Linked DNA regions of Mus musculus: all the other regions are linked to region 1. The links are chromatin contacts, called in public Micro-C and capture Hi-C maps. All regions are on one chromosome and are shown on one strand. The core of a region is the stretch at or near the end of the contact, and the rest is flanking DNA. Distances in the headings are between cores, read along the strand shown. Region 1 overlaps Cdkal1 (CDK5 regulatory subunit associated protein 1-like 1). Region 2 has its middle 42 kb from the start of A330102I10Rik. Region 3 has its middle 200 kb from the start of A330102I10Rik.

The links. Hi-C and Micro-C count contacts between places; a contact is called where the count stands out from the background. Capture Hi-C pulls out chosen DNA fragments and counts their contacts.
Region 2: a contact with region 1 is called in a Micro-C map of granulosa cells, with 3 times the contacts expected there. The contact joins two enhancer-like sites. A contact is called at or near these places in 3 of 484 Hi-C or Micro-C datasets (the HPC-7 cell line, granulosa cells and uterus).
Region 3: a capture Hi-C map of embryonic stem cells shows a contact between it and region 1, with 6 times the contacts expected there. The contact joins two enhancer-like sites. A contact is called at or near these places in 4 of 484 Hi-C or Micro-C datasets (the HL-1 cell line, gonadal supporting cells, pre-B cells and 1 more), 2 of 115 datasets of contacts at active chromatin or transcription factors (astrocytes and fibro-adipogenic progenitors) and 1 of 9 other capture datasets (embryonic stem cells).

The regions. Positions count from the first base shown.
Region 1 is chr13:29,828,850-29,833,456 of GRCm38.p6, forward strand. The region is part of intron 4 of Cdkal1 (CDK5 regulatory subunit associated protein 1-like 1); the gene reads right to left. It also overlaps the pseudogene Gm52084. Among named protein-coding and RNA genes, the nearest start is that of Cdkal1, 25 kb to the right of the region's middle. Within about 2 kb of position 2,407, at least 46 of the 459 cell types and tissues checked have an H3K27ac peak or open chromatin away from gene starts, as enhancers often do. A contact at or near this core is called in granulosa cells, where this site is marked.
Region 2 is chr13:29,056,292-29,060,898 of GRCm38.p6, forward strand. No RefSeq gene overlaps it. Among named protein-coding and RNA genes, the nearest start is that of A330102I10Rik, 42 kb to the left of the region's middle. Within about 2 kb of position 2,605, at least 12 of the 459 cell types and tissues checked have an H3K27ac peak or open chromatin away from gene starts, as enhancers often do. A contact at or near this core is called in granulosa cells, where this site is marked.
Region 3 is chr13:29,216,451-29,221,057 of GRCm38.p6, forward strand. It overlaps a transcript of Cdkal1 not described here. Among named protein-coding and RNA genes, the nearest start is that of A330102I10Rik, 200 kb to the left of the region's middle. Within about 2 kb of position 2,286, at least 20 of the 459 cell types and tissues checked have an H3K27ac peak or open chromatin away from gene starts, as enhancers often do.

The DNA.
Region 1 (4,607 bases), core at 1,157-3,656:
ATACACATATACATATCTACATATATATTTTTCTACATATATCCTTTTTTTAATTGGCTATTAACCTACCAAAATATATCACTTCTTGGCCTTGTGGCTAAAATCAAATGTAGTATCTGTTCTATATACATATATCTTCATTCATAAATATCAACCATAGAACTGAAAAGTATAATGATAACACTGAAATGCGTAATGGAAATTTCCAACATTTGAGCTAACACACTTAAAAGGAAAACAGGCCAACAGGAAATGTGCAACAATGTGTTATGCAATGTGGTCCTTAGGATCCCAAACTTACGGACTGTCATCATATTAGGAGGAGGCTCTGGCTACTAGCTAATTTAATACTTAAATGTTAATATAATTTCCCTATTACTACATCTGTCATGGGTGGTTTTTAACCAATAAAATCAAAAACAAAACGGTATGCACGGAAGGAAAGTCCTCTCAGCCCAGACTTACACCTGCTCCAGAGCTCACTGCATTGGCTTTGTCAACAAAGACTGTGATATGAGCAGAAATAAAAGTATGGAACTACCATAACACAACTGAAATGTGACTGTCCTACAGAGCATGTGTATACGTTTTTAAAATATTAACTTTACCTAAAATAAATAAATCTAAAAACAAGGAAATTACTTTTGTTACCAATGCAAAACATGTGACTCGCAACAGCAGGAGAATGAACCTCATTACAAATGCAGCAGTACAGGCCCATGTGTATGATAAATAAAGTATTAGAAAGCACTCAACATTTCTATGTAAACTGCGTCTGAAGGATTATTATGGAACGCACACACTGGCTGAACTTAGAGTGTTCAGGTTTTAAACATTAATTTACTTTGACTATGTGCATGTCAGAATGAAAGATTGCTGTCTGGATTCAGACATGCCATATTAATATTGAACACAGGCATTCACTTCAGGTCAGTAGTCACTCCGAGTCGGCTTCAGCAGGTGGTAAGAGTAATGCACTCATTAAAATGGATGTGGTACAAGGTTATCTCCCCCAAACAGCTCTCAAATAGAGGTAGCCTTGAAACTCGAGCATTAGATATGCTAGAACCAACCTCTAATTGTCACAAGTATAGAGAAAATTGAACTTACTCTTGCCACCTAATAACCAATAAATTTAGTTGCTTTCATCAGTATCTTCGGAGAAGTCAGAGAAATAAATTGTTGGACGCCAACCTGGCTTCTGCCAACACAGTTAAGTGCTAGTGAGCTAACCTGCACAGACTCAGACTTCCTTCTAGACCTTGAATACACGAAAGAAACGTGTTCTCAGTTTGAAGACCTTAGCCTATTTCTCAATTAACTGGTATTTTATTCCTTTCATTTGTATTAACTCCATTCAAATTAATTTTCCCATTTGCAACATAATAAATTTCAATTCTCCAGAATAAGGGTAAAATGTTCAAAATAGGAGGCCTGACTTATACCAAAGATGATTTTCCCCCCAAAATAAAATTACTTCTGATCTTCATTATCCACAACTGTATGAATAACTACCCAGTTCCCATGCTTTTTTTTAAAGTTGCTTTTCAATGTCAAGAATAAATCTTTTTCCTGTTTTATATATACTAGACCTAAACTTAAACAGCTAAGCCTTTCATCTTCTCACTTTAAAAAGCACCTAATTAGTTTACCACTACCAGATAATCCACTTCATTTTAAAAACATTAAAGCAAATATAAGCCACTGTCTTTATAGACCATTTATGCACACGAAAAGTCATCAATCCATTTTGTACATAAGAGCAGACAGAGTCTGTAAATTTGTAATTAATCATTCCACATTGCTTCATTTCCTCATTATCTACCCACTGACCAGATAAGCAAGCAAGAGAGAAGGGCAGGTGGACAGAGAGAAGGGAAATAGAAGTCTTCTTGCAAGGGTGAGGGCAGATCTGTCTCCTTGGTTGAATACACAGCATAACAGGCCTGTGATGCACATATATCTAGTGAATAAATGAATCTATAAAGAGTCTGAGCACACTGGACGTCATGTGTTCATCTTATTTATGAATAACTTGTGGTTTGGGAAGATAAGATGGTGTCACTAAGGCCACAGGGTAAGTTGGCCATTCCTGCACAATCTAACACTATGTTTGTGCATTTCCCCCCTCTCACCTACATACGTATTTAAGTTCAATATATCACTCTTTCTAGAACTTGAGCCACATAAAAACAGCTGTGGCTGAAGAATGTATTTGGTGGTTAGTTTTACATTCAGAAAGAAAAAAAAAAATGTCCACACTGAAAACCATCAGGAGGATTAAAACATCAGAGTCCCAAGCCAAACAATCTGGTGGCTGGCGGTAAACACTCATTACTGTGACACACAGGGATTGATCAGGTGGTCCATGACTGTACCAATAATAAAACCTAACTCACTAGAAATGTTCCTGACCAGAGCAAAAGCATTTGCTTGGCCGGTACAGAAGGAATGACAAGTCTGAAAGAAATGCCCAACACTGGCCAGACGCCACAAGGAGTAAGTACAGAAGATGAAAAGAAGCAACAGAGAAAAGTAACGAAGAACTATGTGCCTTTTTACTGAGTCACTGTGAGCATGAAGTCTAGCCTTACACAGCCCATGAATCACAACATCTGAAAAGGACTACAAAGCCATTTTACTTGTTTGTTCAAAGAAAGGGTCTCAAAAACTTAAGAGCTAACTACAAACTACAAACACGCTAAACTGCATTTGCTCAGGCATTATACCAAGTCATTCCTTGTCCTGTACCTAACAACAAACAAGAAGAGCACAAAAAGAAGAAGAAAACACTTATATAACAAGCTCTGTTTGCTCCCCATTAAATGGCATGAATATTAATATAAGCCATTAAAATCCTAATCAAGTGCTTATTGTAAGGAAAAGTATGGTCTGTGCTGGGAACACAAAAGAAGAAGACTGGCCCTTACTCGGGCTCGTCCTAGTAAGAAGCAAAGCATAAACAAGGGCAGTGTGGTCTAGGAGTGGGAAAGAGAGGATGGAGGCCACAGCGCTGCTAAGGAATGACCTGACTGGGGTCTGCGTGGGCCAGGGCAGGCGAGGGAAGAAGAAGATTCCAATAGAGCTTCACACTTGACAGTTCTAATCAAGTGCTTCACCTCAGGCAAAGTTACACACTGCGTGGGAAGAGCCATCACCGGGCCTCTCACTTCTGCCATAGTCAACATGATTCATTTGTGAGAATTAAAAACCTGAGAAAAGATGAGGAAGCTCACTGACTACCAACCATTTTTGGAACAAGACCCCCATATCCTCTGACACCTAATCCCACATTTCTCATCTGACTCACTGACTACCCAAAGAAGCCATCAGAGTTTGCCTCACTTCCTAATGCACACTCACCACAGACAAAGATACACAGGAGTGAAACACATACAACTAAAAGACATCTAAATACGTCCAAACCGATTAAATACGTGTCTGATTCAAATTTCATTAGTATTGCGAGTACATGTAAAGTACTGGAATTTAAAACATCATAGATGGGAAGTTTCTTCATTAAAGCATAATAGCTAATGCCTGGCAGTCATTTACTAGTCATTACAGCAACCATCCTCAACATGAAGAATCACAGGTCTAGAGAAGCCGGCGTCATTGTTATGACAGCATTCCCCAGGTTTTATCAGTGTCTAAATTTATCAGCATCCTTAAGAGTAATAGTTAATCAAAGGCTAGAGAAGAAACAGTTTTAAGACAGAACTAAAGTAGTTACTGTCCCTACCATATAAAAGGCTAAATATAAGGAGGAAATACCCTAAGTATATTTTCTATAATAAAGATAAAAATATTCTGTTGACAAAATAAAAAATTGTATATAAGGTCTATAAATTTCCCCTATGGAATTTTCACTGTAACAGATCTAAATATTTAAACTTTGATCAGATTTGCCCTTTCTCTACATAAAGTCCTCAATTTCTCCACCATATATTGTGCAATATTTAAGTACATGACTCTCCAGTTAAGGAATAGAAACATAGGTATAATCAAGGTGCTAGCTTCTTTAGAACTGCCTGTGATACCTACTTTTCTGTCTTGTGATACTTTCTCACTGACATTAAAATAATATCAAAAGATGTTCATAAGCCTTTGCTTAATACAGCCAATGACCCGACTCCCTTTCTTAATTATGAGCTGGCGGTAGTAAGAGTACTTACTATTTGCAATGAATGTTCAGACATAACTGTCTTATTAAAATTATGTCTATCTTATAATTTCTTCCATTACTAATGCATGCTTAAAGAAATTGATTCTGAGATACATTTTTCTTGTCCTCTGCCAGGCCTTGACACAGACTAGTATAAATGGTAGTGGGCACTAACAAGCAGATTCAAGCAACAGGGATGATGGAAATTAAAAAGCTAGAACATATTAACATATCTATGCCACACAGAAGGGTCACGAGGTAAGACCATCAGCATAAATTAACACATTATTATGAGACAGCTACAGAAGCAAGCCAGGCAAGAATCTGCACAGCACATCTTTTAATCACAACAAATATATAATGTTGTTTGATTGGATTACTTGAGGAAATGTTGCCAGTCTACTACCACCTTTGATAACTTCCACTCCTACCCTGAGATACA
Region 2 (4,607 bases), core at 1,355-3,854, 770 kb before region 1:
AATAAAGTAATTTTACTATTTTTATTGTGGTTTCTTTCCTTCCAGAGGGCTCAGGGGAGACAAGTGGTTCTCTAGACCAGTGGGTTTTAATCTGTGGGTCTCAACCCCTTTGTGGGGGGGTGTCAAACAACCCCTTCACAGAGGTCACATATTGGATATCTTGCATATCAGATATTTACATTATGATTCATAACAGCAGCAAACTTACAGCTATGAAGAAGCAATGAAAATAAATTTATAGTGGGGGGATCACTACAACATGAAGAACTGTATTAAAGGATGGAAGCATTAGGAAGTTTTAACCTACTGCTCTAGACAAAAAGTCTTTTATGCCTAGTGGTTCTTTGTTCCCTACTTACAGATTTGGGGTAATAGTTCTTTTAGATTTGCTTGTTTGTTGTTGTTTGTTTTGATTTCATTTTTGTTTTTGTTCTGAGACAGTCTTCTATAGCCCAGGCTGGCCTTGAACTGGCTAAGTAGCCGAGGATAGCCTTGAATTTCTAATCCTCCTACTACCACTCCCCCTGAGCTGGGATGACAGACAATGAGCTGGCTTAGGTTTGTGTTCTGTGAGTATGCATGTGTCTGTAGGTGTTCATGTGTGCACATGTGTGCAGAGGTCAACCTCCAGTGTCTTCTTCAATCACTTGGGTTTTGAGGCAAGGTCCCTCACCCCGAACCTGGAGCTCTTGTTTGACTAGGCTGGCTGGCCAGCAAACACTATGGCTCCTCTTGGTTTTTTTTCACCTTCCCAGTTCTGTAGTACAGGACTGAACTCAAGTTCCAGCAGTTTTACATGGGTGCTGGGAATCTGAATGTTCTTGTGACCACAGGACACATATGTCACCTACTGAGCCATCCTCTAGCCCTAGAGTTTTAAATTAACTTCTTTTTTTTCTCTTCCTATTAAACAAGATCTACACTTGTGGATCAAGAACTTTCAAGAACCATTGCGAAATCTCACTTGTAAAAGACATGGCTCTACATCATCAGAATCTCTTGGTATCCAACTCTACCTCTGTCACTCCTCAGAAAAGAGGGTTACAGAAGCAGACAGAGGCTATGCCCAGGAGTCTGCTCTCACAGCATGGTCATTAGTAAAAAGTCAAAACATGGAGATAATCCGAAGGTCTGATAGGAGATGACTCAGTGATTCATGACTCATTGGAATAACCTACAGACATTAAAAGGGCTCAAAGACATGAGACTAACCCAGAAAATAATTCTAAGAGTGTATTTTGATGGATGGTGAAAACTTCTAAAGAAGGAACACAGAAGAACAGGGCATGGCAGCAGTGGGGAGAGGAACACGAATCTGTGGTGTGTATCTTTTCTCTATAACAGAATTATATTCATTCTAATAAGAATAAGCTTAAAAAAGAAATACAATTTTTAACTCATTGAATCACTCTGAGCTTATTAAAATTTAAGTCAAAGAACCAAGTTTATTTCATTATTTTCAGTGTGTGTGTGTGTGTGTGTGAGAGAGAGAGAGAGAGAGAAAGAGAGAGAGAGAGACAGAGAGAGAGAGAGAGAAAGAGAAAGGGATTGTACACATGGTATTCAGAGTGCATGTGGAGGTCAGAGGACAACTTTCAGAGATCAGTTTTGTCCTTCTACCTTTCTTCAGGCTTTAGGGATCAAACTCAGGTGATCAGGCGTGTGAAGTTAGTGCTTTTATCCACTGAGCCCCTTCGCATACCTAAACTCTATGCTATTAGCTTACCTTTGAGTAAGTTCATTGGTACCCATTTGCTAGTTGGCTCAACTCTCTGCAAAGTGGTCAAGACCTTGGGAAAGGTCAATGTGTTCTTCTAGTAGGCAGAAGGAACATCAAAGCCAATACTTGCCCTAGCCTCTCTCATGAAGACCGGGTTATCGGCCAGGACTCTTAAGAGGCTAGACCCTCTAAGCCACAGTGGGTGGGAAGCAGGAAAATGACAAATGAATGAGGTGGCCGAAGTGACGCTTATCAGCCTGAAAAACTACAGTACAGAAGTAGAGAAACGTATTTCAAAATGGACTACACATTTCAAAAATGACTTCGTGTTGGATGCTGGACCTGACTAGATTACAGGTCATCTCACAGTCATGTCTTTAATGGTGACACTGGAATCTCCAACATCAAAGAAGCTGCCCTGCTTGGAGCACTTGCCTACTCAGAGAATACATGTTCTAGAAAACGATTCCACTTAGCATGTTTTCCTCAGAGAATCCTGGGTACTTGTACTTCTGAAGACAGACTAATCCCACCTAACTTCCAGGGACTGCTTGCTTCTTCATAACAGGCAATGAAAGGGTGGTAATTTATTACTTGGGAGAAGCCACCTTCTTCACTGCATTGCTAACAAATCATTCTGAGAATGTTTTCAGTCCCATAAGTCCCCTTTCCCACCACTCCTGCCCCCACTGCTCACATTGCTTTCCCTTCTATTACCCCCCACCCACCCACCCTCCTGCTTTATCATAGTCTGGAGCTGCACCAGTCTCCTGGGCTTTAAAATGGAGATATGAGAATGTCAGTTTCTATTACAGCTAACAAGAAACTCTCCCGCTCCTGTCTCTGGGAGCTCGGCGAGCCCTGGGAGATACCAGCCTATCACAACGGTCGGGACTGTTTGGAAACTTTTCAAGTTGTTTGTGTTCATGGAGCCATTCCAAGTGAGGCACATATCTAAAAAAAGAATGAAAGCCAAAGATAACAAAAAAAAAAAAAAAAAAAGCAAAGAAGAGGGACAGGAGGGGGCACTTATCCAGGCACAGGAGTAAACAAAACTGACCAAACAGCAAAATGTTCAAGGGCACTGGAATCTCCACCACATTTAAAATTGCCCAGAGAGATGGAGGTTAAAGACTGCCCAGCGGTCTCTCAGAAGACCCCGAATGTCTAACGGAGTCTTCACATCCCAGGGGGAGAGGTCACTGCACTTTGCTGTTATTTAAGCTGCTTACAGCCATCTTCCAGTGGGCCTTGTTGACAATGCTGTTTGCAGGCAATTTTCTAAAACCCCTCCTGATTGCCGCTGCTTGTCATTAGCTGCTATAATTTGTTTTCAGGGTGGACGGTCACCGCAATTGCACGCGAAATGCCAGTGGCTTTGTGTGATACTCGGTGCAACTCTGCCTCCAACTTACTGCTGTTTCTTGAACCCAATTTCAATTAAGAAGAATATGTCCTTCCCAGTTCCACTCATAATGAAAGATCATTATTTCTGTATTCTTACGGCTACACATTTCCACAGCACTCACGTTACCGGGCACATTACCATCTTTTATTAATTATCTAGCTCTGGATTATTCTGAGCTCTGAGCCATTTTGAGTCTGATTTCTAGACTAGCCGCTGAGGATAGGGAAGGGTAGTTGGGTGGTGAGAGGTTCCTCCCTTCCTGTTAGAATCTCCAGCTTTTTTCCAAGCCGCCACCCCACCCACTCGGGACCTGCACAGGCTGGCTTCATTACTTTGTTTGAAGTTTTTGTTTGATGTTCTCAGAATGTATAAAATGCATTCCAGACACAAATATAGATTATTTGATGTCTTGGATTTTCCCCACTACTAGTCAGTCACTTTCATTCACTCCTTTATCCATCATTAAAATCACAAATTGAGCTCTCCTGTGTCAGGCACGCCATGAGTCAGGAGGTGAGCTGCAGCCTTGCTGTGTGGTTTGTGGGAAGGACTGCCCACAGGTACTTAGTGCTGGAGACCATATTTAGAAAGACTTATGGGGACTGTTCATTCTCAGAGGGTTAGGGGTGGGAGTTGGGAGAAGGTGGGATTTGGAGAGTCTAGTTGATGATGTGTGAGTGAAATACAAGGAAAGGGGGGGGGGACAGCATCGTTCTGGGGAATCAAAACAATATGGGAAATGGGAACTCAGGATAGTGGTCTTCTTCGTGAATCATGACTAGAGCGATGATTATAAGAAATGCTGGCAATGAGGCTGGAAGAAAGGATGCCACAGGTAACATGACATACATGTATGAGAGTAAGTTGCAGGGGGGAGTTTTGTAGGATGAAAATGCATCCATTATTCAAGAGAACTGAAGTAAAGCCAAGAAAATAGTCATTATGAGGGACAATTGGTCATTAAGCAAGGGGTAAATGATGCTGAACACTGTCAACCCCCGACAGATTGGTTAAAGAGAGCTCTCTCTGAGTCTATATCAGGTCACACACTCTGTCATAAATAGCATGGCGTTCATTTCCGTGCACATTCATTTGTCTGTGGGGCTAAAGGATCCGTGTCCCCATGATGGTCTGGCCTTCCTTGCTAGTGGACGCTTCTGTCTTTGCTCCCTTCAGACTTCTTATTGCCACTTCTTCCTACATCAGACTTCTGTCAAGCTCCTTCTGTAAGACATGTAGTCAATATTAATGACACTGATTTCCACAGCTTATCTATCTATAAGGTACAGAGGTGGAGTTGTGGGTCCTGTCACAGTTGCTAGCAGTTTCACTCAGCTCAGTAGCCCCTGGCTTCTCTAGCCTCTGTCAGGATCAGTGTTCACCCGCATGAAAGTGGCCCTGCTTGCTATCCATCATGTAGATCAGCCCCCGACCCACAGTCTTGTTATACAGGGGTACAAAGTACAACATGAGAAGAGC
Region 3 (4,607 bases), core at 1,036-3,535, 610 kb before region 1:
CCCTGGATTTTCTCTGGGTTTCTGGACCACCCAGCTGCAGAAGGAGGATGCTCAACCCTGGGGAGAGATGTAGTGCTCTGACCTAGAGAGGACGGAGAGAGGGTGAAGTCCTGGATATAGAACTCCTGTGGCATTAAAAGGAGCTGTTGTTTGGGGTGTGGCTCAGTGGTAGAATACTTGCCTTGCCTGCTTAAGTCCTGGAGTCATTCCCCAGCAGGGCATTAGGAGGAGGAAGAGGACAATGATGATGATAATACAATAATGGTGGTGACAAACTGTTGGTTTGCTAGGACTGTGATGAAAAGATACTGCAGACCAGGTAGCTCAAACAGCAGAAATGTATGTACTCAGAGATCTGGAGGCTGAGAAAGGAGGCTTCTCCTGTGGTCTTTCCTTGGCTTGCTGATGCCTGCCAAGCTTGATTGATGCTCACGTGGTCCCCATGTGATCTTCCCTCCCGTACATGGTATCTTCCTCTTCATAACAGTACTTCAGTTATGAAGGCCTTTGTATCTTTTCCCAACCATAGTCACTTTACAAAGTAATTGGTAGTTAATTAGGGCCTCAACATGTACATTTTGGGCAGGACCCAATTTATTGTGCAACAGGGACCAAGAAGACCCCTACACAAAGGCCTAGAATGGCAATTCGGAAATGAAAAAATCATGCTATGCCAGCGGCCTTACGTGAGAGGGGAAACTCTGCAGCCCAAGCTTTGTAGGTACAGATGCGAGCTGGGAACCTCTCCTTCCCTCATGGTATAGCAAGTGCACCTAAGAAACTGACCTATGATACTGGCTCAGGACTGCTGGCACTGCAAGTCCCCCAAAGAAAATAAAACCCCAAAACTTCACCAGAGGGAAAAATTTAAACGCAGGCTCTGACAAAGATTTTTTTCAATCTCACTGAAAATTAATCCATGGTAAAAATATATAGCTTGGGCTGCACAGCAAACTCTAGGCTTCGGACACAGTGAAACAATCAATACCAAGCTAAGTGTGGTGGCAATACCTTGTGATGCCAGCACCCAGGGAATTGGGTGAGTCACGAGTTCAAGGACAGTCTGAGCTGTATAGCAAGAACTTGTCAAAAATAGAAAGAAAACAGCAACAGAGTTAAAATACAAAGACAGGACTAGCTACTGTGGCAAATGTCATGATTCTAGTACTTGGGAAGCTAGTCATCAATTTATGATCAACCTCAGCTAGCCTAGGCTATATGAGATCCTGAAGAAGAAGAAGAAGAAGAAGAAGAAGAAGAAGAAGAAGAAGAAGAAGAAGGAGGAGGAGGAGGAGGAGGAGGAGGAGGAGGAGGAGGAGGAGGAAGAGGAGGAAGAGGAGGAAGAGGAGGAAGAGGAGGAAGAGGAGGAAGAGGAGGAAGAGGAGGAAGAGGAGGAAGAAGGCAAAGAAAAGGAAGAAGGAGAAGAAGAAGAAGAAGAAGAAGAACAACAACAACAACAACAACAACAGCCCAGCCAACAACCAACAACTACAACAAGACTGACTGCAGCATAGAAGAGGTTCTTAGTGCACCCCTAGGTCACCAGGAACTAACTAGAAATACATACCCTCAGCCCCACACTTTGAGAATCAGAGCACTTAAGGGAGGGCCTTACTACTATGCATTCTGGTGATCGTTGCTCCAGGAGCTCAGATGCCAGCTGACAGGCGGGCGAGAAGCACTGTGACTGAGGAGTCAGCTTTCCGCCAATATCATGATGATTCTGTACAACCCTTCCTCTCTGGAAGCCATGCCTTAGCACTTGTGCCACGTTGGCCATGGCCCCATTATTTGCCTTCTGGTCAGCTAGGGTCATGTTTCTCATTTGTAGCCGATTGTCCTCCTCACTGTTTCTTCTCTGGCAAAGAGTGGGTACCCAACGTGTTTTCACTCAGCTGTGTGACACGTGCTCTGCAAAACACTTCTAATCCTACTGGTGCTGGTTAAAATGAGATGCTCATCTGCTACCCCCAACATCACTAAAGTTAAAATGTACAACCATAAAGCAAAGGAAACACCACACCCCCACCCCACCCCACCCCCACACAGAACTGCCCTGGCTCACTGACTATACAACAGCTGACTTGGAAGACTTTGTTGGGCTACTAACATCTTAAACCAGAGCAGCTGTGATAATCTACTTGAGACCCTCTTGGGATGACCAGGACTATTACATTCCATGTAGAAGGAGAGGGGAGGGTCCTGAATCCCTCAGAAGATCTTTACACAGCCTCCCAACACCCCTTTCCCAGAGATTCCAGTCCCTCTATGTAAGAGGTAAACAGTTCCCTGTGGTGGGACTTCTCAATGGTGTTGCTACCCATTTGTCACCCAGGGGATTTCTTGGTGATTGTAGCTGCTGGTGAGTCACCCACATTCCCAAAGATAACTCCAGCAAACACATTAGCTCATCAAGAAATGCTCTCTCTACCTGGGGGCAGATGTTTCTTTACATTTCCCCAGGAAAAAGTCATACAATATATTCAGTATGTATCTTCACACTGGAAATCTTTCCCTCTGGAAACCCCTGTCTCTTCACATGGCATTCATTATGTAAGGCCACCAACCACAGGGACTTCCCCTACTGCTGTGTGGCAGTATTGGCTTAACTAATTACAGCTGCAATGTACTTTTTCCCAAATAAGGTCATCATTCAAGGTACTTAGGGCTTCAGGGAGGGAAGATGACACAATTCAGCCCATAATAGACATATACAGTATAAAACATACATCTTAAAGTGCATGACATTGTAAATAGAAAGCAATGCTACACAGTATTTATGGACATATAAATGCATAGTAAATGTACAAAGCATGTGTGAAGAAAAACAGTTTGAGGACAAAACCTCCCTCCAGAGAACAGTAGGGAGACAGAAACAGAAAGGAGACACAACTATACTTAACATTCAATTATTTTAAAAGGTGACAAAACACAGCTAAGTGTTCAGATTGTATCTGTGGTACTCCATTTTCTGTTGCTATAACTGATGCTCATGGCCAGTTAGAAGGTAATCTGGCTCATGATTCTGTAGCCTGGGTAATGAACCATAGCACTCTATGTGCTATGTGACTTAACTAATTACATCAATATACTTTCCCAAAATAAGGTCATAACTCAAGGTACTGTGGGCCCTCATGCTGTACCATAACATCATGGAGGACATGACAAGTTGGGACAGAACATGCATGCTAGCTCAGGCCTCTCTTTCCTACCTTGCAAAGCTGCTAAAGCTTTCAAAGGCTTTACCTTTATGACTGGATCAGTTGCATAGCTCTTTCCTCCAAACTAAGCACTCTTTCCTGGAAAGAGGCCCACAAGACTCAGGAAGCAAAGGAAACATACAAGGCTCAGGAAGTTCATGAAAGTTATGAAATTCACATGACATTCTCCCCAGCCTCCAGGATACAAAAGCAGTCAATAATTCCCAGGAGTAGAGGCTCTCTAGTGGAGTTGCCTTTGAAATGGGGAGGGCACTTCAGAGTTGCAGCTTCTGTAAATTATCATGCATGCTGTGGTGGGCTTTTCAGTGATGTGTCTACTTGAGTCACCTCTGAAAAGAACCCCAGGAAACTCACTGCTTTATCAAGCTAAGCTAGACTTGGTTGGAATTGTCTCTCTAGTTCATCATCAGTGCCTACAGATAAATACACAGATATTTATTTGAATCACTCCCCCCAGAAAAAAATTATAAACAACATCTAATCTTAAATCACACTCAAAACTCCCCTTAATATGTGAATTTGAGGATCAAGGTGAACTTAAGGGGACACAACCAGACATCATGATTATGATGGCTGTCAACTTATTATCTGATTTTTTTGTATATCTGAAATATTTTAATATTTTGTTTGTTTATCTGAGAGTTTAGCAATAGGAAAGAAGTATTCCTTCTAGGATGATGTTCAGACATGCCCAGATGCAAAGCGATATTAAGTTCCTTCTGGTAAAGACATCAAGAAGCACTGAGAGGCAGGTGTTAGTGAGGAGAGGACTTACTTGTGAGAGTGGAATCAAGAACCAGCCTAGACTGCACGGGGATGGATGGATTCCATGTCCAGCCAGCAGCCACAGGAATGGGACAATGGGGCAGGTTGATACAGGCACAGAGGACAGCACAAGTTGAAGAGACACTGGCCAAGGTCAACAGGAAAGGCAAAGGTGCAACATAGGTGTCAGTACAACACAGGTTATCCAGGTCCAGAAGTGCCATCCAATCAGACAAACATCCAAGGGGCAAATCAAGATGAGTTGACAAAATAGAAACACCACTGGTTCAAGCAAGATGGGGTTAGGAACTCTGTCTGGCTTCCAAAGAAGAAGCCATGTTCCCACAGCTTCCCCACTGACAGCTGCAAAACGAACAACCCAGACCCAGCTGCACCTCATACTCACAGAGAACTACATGTTCACAGCTTGCCCTGCAACTCAAAGCAAATGCCAGAAGATGATGCCAAGTAGGAGGGTTTGCTTTGGTCCACTTCTGAGTGGTTGGAAAGACACAAACTTGGTCAGGCCTGGATCCAGAGCTTAAACACTTACCATTTCATTTACTACTTCTGTCAATCTGACAGTATTAGCACCCACTTCACAGATGAAGGATCCACGGG